Regions from separate parts of the Arachis hypogaea genome. Here region 2 is linked to region 1. Evidence: chromatin contacts called from public Hi-C data. All regions are on one chromosome and are shown on one strand. The core of a region is the stretch at or near the end of the contact, and the rest is flanking DNA. Distances in the headings are between cores, read along the strand shown.

Region 1 (4,505 bases), core at 794-3,293:
TTCATCTTATGCTAATTCTTGAACGAAATTCTAGAATGGAAGAAATAGTTCCATAACTCTAGCTAACATAACATATACATAACTAATCATGGATGCAAGAAAGAGGTGCAAAACCTCGGGTTATTTAAGAATAATTTAATTTGATTTAAATATTTATTGATATTGTTAAACTTTTAATACTATTATATAATTAATAATATCAATTCTCTTATTTTACTAACAATCATTTCAACTTATTTACCTAAATGTGAAACTTATAATTGCAAAAATAATAATCTTGAGTGAATTTCTCAAAATTAAAATAAATATATATACGGCATGATGAGACGGTAGATTATTTATTTTTTGGTTATTATATTGGTGATGAATTTTATGAATTTATTTTTATTATTCTTAATTTAACATGTACTAGTCCCAATATAAATTAGAAATTAGGAGATAAATTGATAGTGGAGGGTTGTCAAGTTGACGTGAGTGGTTACGGTGTCTGTACCCTTCTCATGTTTTCACTCTATAAAGTCTGGATATGGGCCATCATATTATCCCATTTGATAGCTATTTAAGTAATAATTTAACCGCTGGAGATGTGGAGTGGTGAGCTAACTCGTCCGTCAAGATTTGAATTTATGATCTGTATTTAATAATTTATTGGCCAATAATAAATTTTTAAATAAAACTCAAATTCACGACGAACCAATTTTTAACTTGTCGAGTTGAGAAATATTATAAAAAATAAAAAAATAATTAATAATTAAACCTTCCCTTCACGGCTTCACATCATATATATAATCTTTCTTTTTATTATGTTTAGCAACAAAAATCTCCATTGCAAGGTTTACTTTCCAGTTTTGAACCTAAACAAACACTACGTTAGATATAATATTTTTAGTGTAAGCAGTTTCATAATATAATATTAAAAATTATATGACAAAAATTAGAATTTGACTTCTCTATCTTGACCTCTAAAACAAATTTCAACATAAAAAACACTATAGAAAAAGTTTTGGTGTCAATACTTTTTAACTAACAAAGTAGTCAATAATTGATAACTAACAAATTATCTAAAATTAAAAGAATTAAAACATAAAAAAATCAACTTAAAAAATATTTAAAAGAAAAATAAAACTAATTTAGAATATAAAATGTATAATTTAGAATTTAAAATTTAAAATTTTTTATTTAAAACTTAAGATGACGGACAATAATTAGCTGATAGTAGTGATAGGTAATGGTGGGTAAAATTGTAACGATGAGAAGAAAAAGAAAAAAGAAAAAAGAGATAAAAAAATAATTTTATAATTCAATTACTTATAATTCAAATAACTGTAGTATATGCGATAAATAATTCGATATTTTATTATTGTTATAAGTTTATGTGAAGAAAAAACATGATTACTATATATTTTTGTGATTGATAAAATTTTTGAAATATACATATAAGTTCATGAGTTATGTTAGAATTTAGGACGAGATTTAATATTTATGATATTTTATTTATTATTTTATTAAAAAAAATTTTTAAGAATTTAATTTAGAAATTATCTTATTAATTAGGGTTTTAGCTTATTTTTTATGAGTCCTTGTTATGCACAAATGTATGTGTCTTTTTTTTATTGGATTATGCTACGTATATATTAAAATTAGTCACCAGTTAGAATATAAATACACATTACGAAAATAAATTAAACTACATATATATAATATATTTATACACAAATACATTAATAATTGATTTTAGTGGCTAATTTTAATATACGAATAATATTTTTGTTTTTGGTTTGTTAAGCTTGCACAATTATATTTGATTAATAAAAAAATTTGAGTTTAAGTTCTAATCTTTATAAGCATTTTTTTTTTTTTAATTCTTGTTGATGTGTGATCGATATGAATTTTCATTAGTGATATCTTTAAATTTTTTAAGTGGAACTTTTTTTTTTAAGGTTTTGCCTCTTTTTAGAACAATCGGTATATTGTAGCTTTTTTTTTGGACGGTAGTACGTTGTATCTTATTTGCGACATTTAATATTATGTCCAGTGGATTCAAGTTTGGGCTTATCCATGGTGGCCCATTAAGTTTAAAAGAATTTCTCTAATTAAATAGATTGGTCTATCTTTACTAATCCACTTAAATAAGTATTAAAGGTTCAAATCTTGATTTATTGGCCAACAACAAATTTTTAAATAAAAATTTGAGATAAATTAATCATTGATCTTCTGAAATAGAAAATACCTAAAAAAAAATCTCCTCTAACAAATATTTATATATATTCTGATTGTAGTGGGATTTTTGGTAATTTTATTTCTTGTTTTAGGGTCTCTTTAGGACAAATAATAATAATAATAATAATAATAATAATAATAATAATAATAATAATAATAATAATAATAATAATAATAATTATATTATTATTATTATTATTATTATTATTATTATTATTATTAGCAGAAGAAGTGAACAAACAAAGTGTGACAAAAAATTTATGATCAAATTTTCTTATGAACTATGAAGTGTGAATATTTGTTTATAACTTTACATTAAGCAAACTTTCCTTCAGTATAATTTATTTTGCTGGAACTACTACCATATAATAATCATTCAACAAAGAAAGAAAAGTCAAGCAATAATGTTTTTTATATGTATGATATTTTTTTTTTTTTTACTAAAGATAGGAGACTCGAATCCGTAACCTCTTAATTGAGTATGGAAAGATTATGCCATTTGAGCTATAACTCATTGGCTATATGTATGATACTTGATACAATGAGGATAGTATATATTAATGGAATAAAAACTACTATCTTAGCAACCGAAAATAATTTATTATTAACAAAATATTTGAAGTAACAGATTTAGAAAACGAAAAAAGATTTAGCGGTGAGAGATTTAAATTAAGTCTTACATTTAAATTTTATTGTTTTATTTTTAAAGTCTTGCCTTTTTTCTAGAACCAAATATGTATGAATAATGTATTAATGTTTTCGTTTGATCTAGAGGTAATTTTAGAAATTTAATATTAATTATCACCACAATATTAATATTTATTATATTTTATTTGTTAATATTCAACTATGTCGTCTATTATATATATATATATATATTATTGTGTTAATTAATATTTTAAAATTAATTCTTTGTAAAAAATCATAATGTAATTTTTAAAATAATAGCCAAACATAATATATTCGAGTTAATTTTTTTTAACACACAACTAGGAATTTTATATGAATTATTTTAAAATTTATTATATATAAAAATTGAAAAAAAAATTGTTTAGTGCAAATTTAGTATTTTTTGTTCTTTAATTTTAAATATCTTTATTACATTACTAAAACTATCACTTTATCATAAAACTAATTTAGAGTATAAAATTTAAAATTTAAGATTTATAATTTAAAATTTATGGTGAGGGACAACTGGTGGCTGACATTAGTACTAGACTACCAGTGGTGGGTAAAATTGTAGTGCTGAAAATTAAAGAAGAAAAAAGAAAAAGAAAATAAAAGAATAATTTTTAAAAAATGTGGTTCTTATCTTTTTATTGCATTCTTTTTGTCAATCCAATACTGTTGACTAAATTGTTGGTTGAATGGTGGTTCTCTAATATTATTGTATTAATTTTTTTTTGGACACAAACTTTCATCTATACGTGTATATTCATCCACTCATCTTGTTCCTTTTTTCCTTTAATTTTGTTGATTGTATTATAGAATTAATATTTTTTAGTCGAATATAAACAATAATACTTTCTATGTTTAACTTTACAATCAAAGATGAGCTTAATTAATTTTATATGTATTTTAACTGTAACAAAATTAACATTTAATTGTTATTCTTCCTAAAAGAAAGTTATTAACAGCACATTATTATCAATAATATTATTTGTACATACTCAAAAAAGAATCGAAATTAATAAATATGTAATTGGAATGAATTGAATTGGATTTGTTGGACTCATCTAGGATGTGCATGGTTCGGGTAAAATTGGGTTTGATGTGACCCAGACCCGATCCGAAATATATATCGGGCATATTTGTTAGATCCGAACCCGGCCATAAACTCGATGAAATCTATACACGTTCGGGTCACGATTATACCGGGTAAAAACTGGGTGAAAACCGGACCGTCTACATTATCTTGATACCTTCTTATAAGTTAGCATGTGAAAATATCCAAATTTTCAAGACTCCAACCATTGTTTGACATGGTAAAATTTACTTAGAAAAATATAACAAAAACCAACTCTTCTCTAAAATTAAAGCATAACCATAATCAATACTAATATTGTCTAATAACACCAAATATTTAAATCAATATAAATAACACAATATTATACATTAGTCTAAAATCTTATGCATTTTAAACATAAAACATTAACTTATAGTCTTATAATAACTAATAACACAAAATATTAAGGTTTACAATACTTAAATTTCACATAAGAATAACCATCATCCATCACTAATAACACAAAATATTAATTGTGTATGATGACCGAGCCACCGGA
Region 2 (4,505 bases), core at 719-3,218, 49 kb before region 1:
ATAATGAGATTGGAATTGAAGAAGTAGAATAGTAGAAACAAAAAAGATGATAGTAGTAAACGATGATAACTTATATATTTTGATATGTCTAAAGTTTAGACTCAATTTTCGTGTGACTTAATATATTAGAGTTTTATCATATTTATAGTAAGATAAAGGTCTAAATAAATAATCCGATAAAATTATTGAGTAAAGTTCAAATTGAGTTAAATCTAATTTTATCTAATTTATAAATACTCCTAATTGTTTTGTACTGGCTAATTGTGCATTATGTTTCTCTCTTTAATTTTATTAAGCTTTCATTTACAATACAACTTTCATACATTACTTTGAAAATTATCATCTCTAATTCTCAAGCTTAATCTCTAAGAAAATAAAACTTAAATTCTATTTTGTTGCAAGAGATATTTCTAGCCAGCTTGTCCTTCAAACATGTGAATTGGGCCTTCTCTCAATTTTGACTTTCCAACAACACTGAACACACACATATCAAATACACCAAATAATTTGGACCATATATTCATGAACCCAACCATGTTTGTTAAAACGTTTTATGACAAAGTTTCTTTTAACTCCATTATAAGTTATAACTAAATTGTTGCATTGGATATAGTTTCTTTTATAACATATCTAATAACATTCCTCCTGTATTATTTCATGACATATATACGCATACCATGCATTATAAGTTTCGTTATCACTATGAAAAAAAAATTCATTTTTAGTGATAATTTATTTTGTCTTTTCTGACAACAAAAATATTTGTTAATACATACATTTATTGCCTACAATTAAAAAAGTTTTGTGATAATTTATTTTAATGTAGATATTTTCATGTGAATATAATATTATGAACCATCAGATAATTTGATATATTTGACTAAACCTATTTGACTAAATTATCTAACAGTTCACAATATTATTTTCACATAAAGATGTCTTTATAAAAGTAACCACTTTATATAATAATCATCGGTAAAGATCAATGAGTCTATTAAAAAATTTCCTCAAGAAGTCAAGAACTTACTAAATAATTTTTTCACAGACTCCTTATAAATTCATCATCACAAAAATGTTTTAGATATATATCTACTCATCTATTACACAAGAATTAAATTTGATTCTCTACCTTCTTTTACCATCTCAATAATGTGTCACACAAATAAATACAAGCCAGATCGCAGCCTTCTAACTAAACTGCCTAACCTGCCTATTTTCACCCCCCATGAGTAAAATATGGACAAAGTAAAATTAATCTCAATGAGAGGAAAGTGCATGAAAAAGAAATAAATTAATTAAAGAAGAAAAAAAAAGCTAATAATAATAATAAAAGGCCTGAAATATTCTGAAGATCATATTCTCTTGATTGTGCTACCCACTTTCCACGTGATTCCACGTATGCCATCTACCATATACACACTCATCATGCATGGTACAAATTTATTTACAATATACTTTTATTATTTTAAAAATTATTTTTAATATGAAATTAGAGATGGTATTTTGATTGAATATTGATATTTGATGTATATTACAGTATTGTGAAAATCATTCAACAAGCTCCTCACGTGTTGGCCAATATGCTGCCACGTGTCCAATACGTCCTCCACGTGTTGGCCAGGATGCTGTCACATGTCCAGCACACTCCCCACGTATTGACTTCTCTCCTACAAAATTCACACATCTATAATTACACCGAATAATCCCATTCAAAAAAAAATACCAATATTTTTTTCATATAAAAAAAATCAGCCTTATTATTTACTACACTTTAATTTAATTTAATTTTTTACCCCATCTTGAAAAGGGAGCTAGGGTGACTCATGAACTTTCTCTTGGTCAACGCATGAGCCAAAATTTGAGATGCAAAATTAAATTTAACTTTGATTATTATTATATTCATATAATTATTGCCTCAAAGTCTTTCATCTCTTGCCTAATAAATAAATGAATTAGTCCCCACAAAGCACCCCCTATCACCTATATTCAATCATAAACCCTCTTATTCCTTCACACCCTCCTACAAGTAATTAATTCAATTCCTATCATCATCATTTCCTACACTTACTTTTGTTGTTATATATATTATTATATCAAATAGCATTTTTTTCACCCATCAAATTAATTAAAGTATATGCCCCATAATTTATGTGATCATGAACTTTGATCATGGTGTCTCCAACACAAGCCTTCAACTTGGTCTTGCTCTTGGAATTGGCTTCCATCATCAAGAGAAGAATTGCATGAAGAAAAAGGAGGATGATCCATCAAGAAAATGCAATAATAAGGCATACCCATCTCTTACATTAGGACCAGCAATAATTGATGATGATAATCATAATAATCAAGCTTCAAAGATTATTGAAGACTCTAATTCTTCTCCAAGTGCAGTGTCATCGTTTTCCAACTCTTCTATCATAATCAAGAAGGAGAAAGATCAATTCTTGGTTGAAGAATTTGAGGTTGAGATTGATGAGAAGGCTCCATCATCATCAAGGGATGAAGATGGTAACAACACAAAAAGGAAGAAACTTAGGCTCTCAAAAGAACAATCTATAATCTTGGAGGAAAGCTTCAAGAACTATTCTAATCCCAATCCGGTAATTAATTAAATGCCTTATAACATTACTCCATTTATCTATTTTTCTTTTATGTACCATATTATTCTTTACTTATTTATTTATTTATTAGAGAAAATGACAAATAGGTCCCTGACCTTTTGTCCCGCGGACATTTTTGTTTTTGACCATTGAAAAATACTTTTAAGTTCCTGACCTTCACAAAACTTGGACAGATCAGTTCCTAACGGAGACATTTAGACGGATTAGTCCCTGACGGAGGCATTTGGACGAAGGGACTAATCCGTCCAAGTTTGTGAAGGTCAGGGACTTAAAAGTATTTTTCAATGGTCAGAGACAAAAATATTCGCGGGACAAAAAGTCATAGACCTATTTGTCCTTTTCTCTATATTATGTATATGTTAGCATTTTATTATTATTACAGAAAAAATAAAGACTATTATCCTCCTCATCAATCTAATCTTTCAATTAGTTATTAAAACCTAATCTTCTCTAACTAATATTTTCTCTAAAAGTAAAACTCAGTTTATTAATTATCAGAAGATAGAAACTTAGTTGCAGTTAATTTTACAGAAAGTTTATTGCTGAAAATTATTAAATAATTTGATAAATTTGACTAAATTATTATGTAAAGTCTCTCAACTATCAACTTTACATGAAGTTAATTACACTCGAATTTTCACCTGATAAGAATCATATATAATCTAATAACACCCTTCTCTTTTTTTTTTCTTTTTTTTTTTTTTTTGCCCTTTTGATATCTTCTATAATAAATTGATCACTTTTTCTGATCAGAAGCAAAAGCAAGAATTGGCAACACACTTGCATCTGCTGCCGAGACAAGTGGAGGTATGGTTCCAGAACAGGAGAGCCAGGTATGGTTCCCAGAATAATATGCTTCCATATTCTCTTAAGAGAAATTTAATTAATTACTTAAAAAAAAATGTAATTTTTAGAGATATTAGCTAGTAAATATTTTTATTATTTTTATGAAACTGTTTTTTTTTAAATATAATTAAACCATTGTTTTCATTAAAAAGATTTTATTTGGGAGCTAAAAGATAATTATTGAATCCTTTAAAGCATGAAACAAATTTTATAAATTTATCATTACTTAGTTGAAAAGTACTCGGTTTTAAGCATTTCTTTTTAACTTTTTCACTTTTTTACTGGAAAAGTTTGTTCACCAATATGAACGTGAATATAACTGGAATAGCACTAGCAAAAAGATTTTTATGTTTAGAGATGGGTATTATTTTTTGGTTTCCCTAACATGAATTTAATTTTTGGAATATTTTCAAGTGTACCATCATACCAATATCGTTGATCTTAATTATATATATATATATATATATATATATATATATATATATATATATATATATTTTATAATTAAAATCAACGATTAAAAATTACTTAAACACCGATATGACGGCACATTTGAAAATTTTTCTTAATTTTTACACCCTCACATATAGCAGAGTAAAAACTTGAAAGAATTTTATACGGATAATCAATCATATATTCATATATTAACAAAAATAATTAATTTTAAAATTTATTACTTAAAAAATTATTTAAACATGAGTTTGTTTAAATGATTATATAAAAAAATTTACACTATTAATATATTAAAATTAAAAACTTAAATATATATAAAATTTATTTTTTAAAATTTTATTCAAGACTTACTTTATTCTTAATCAGATTAAAACTCTTATATTTTTATGAGTAAATATTCTTTTCGATCTCTAATAATTTATTTAAAAGACAAATTATCACTCTATAATTTAAAAATTTCTAATCAGTCTCTATTCATTTAAATAATTGATTTAATAAGTAGTCTCTATTAGTAGTCACAAAAATTCCTATAAATAATAACATGTTGACGTGTTAGAAACTGGTTAGGCCAATAACAGAAATCAA

Evidence for each region. Hi-C and Micro-C count contacts between places; a contact is called where the count stands out from the background.
Region 2: a contact with region 1 is called in a Hi-C map of an unstated tissue, with 2.1 times the contacts expected there. The contact joins the promoter of LOC112755996 here to the enhancer-like site in region 1. A contact is called at or near these places in 3 of 8 Hi-C or Micro-C datasets (leaf and an unstated tissue).

What each region holds. Positions count from the first base shown.
Region 1 is chr6:115,071,464-115,075,968 of arahy.Tifrunner.gnm2.J5K5, reverse strand. No RefSeq gene overlaps it. Among protein-coding and RNA genes, the nearest start is that of LOC112755994, 22 kb to the right of the region's middle. Within about 2 kb of position 2,043, at least 1 of the 3 cell types and tissues checked has open chromatin away from gene starts, as enhancers often do.
Region 2 is chr6:115,120,467-115,124,971 of arahy.Tifrunner.gnm2.J5K5, reverse strand. It overlaps LOC112755996, which reads left to right and starts at 1,968. Exons shown (of 3, transcript XM_025804372.3): 1 at 1,968-2,600; 2 at 3,375-3,454. The coding sequence starts at 2,157.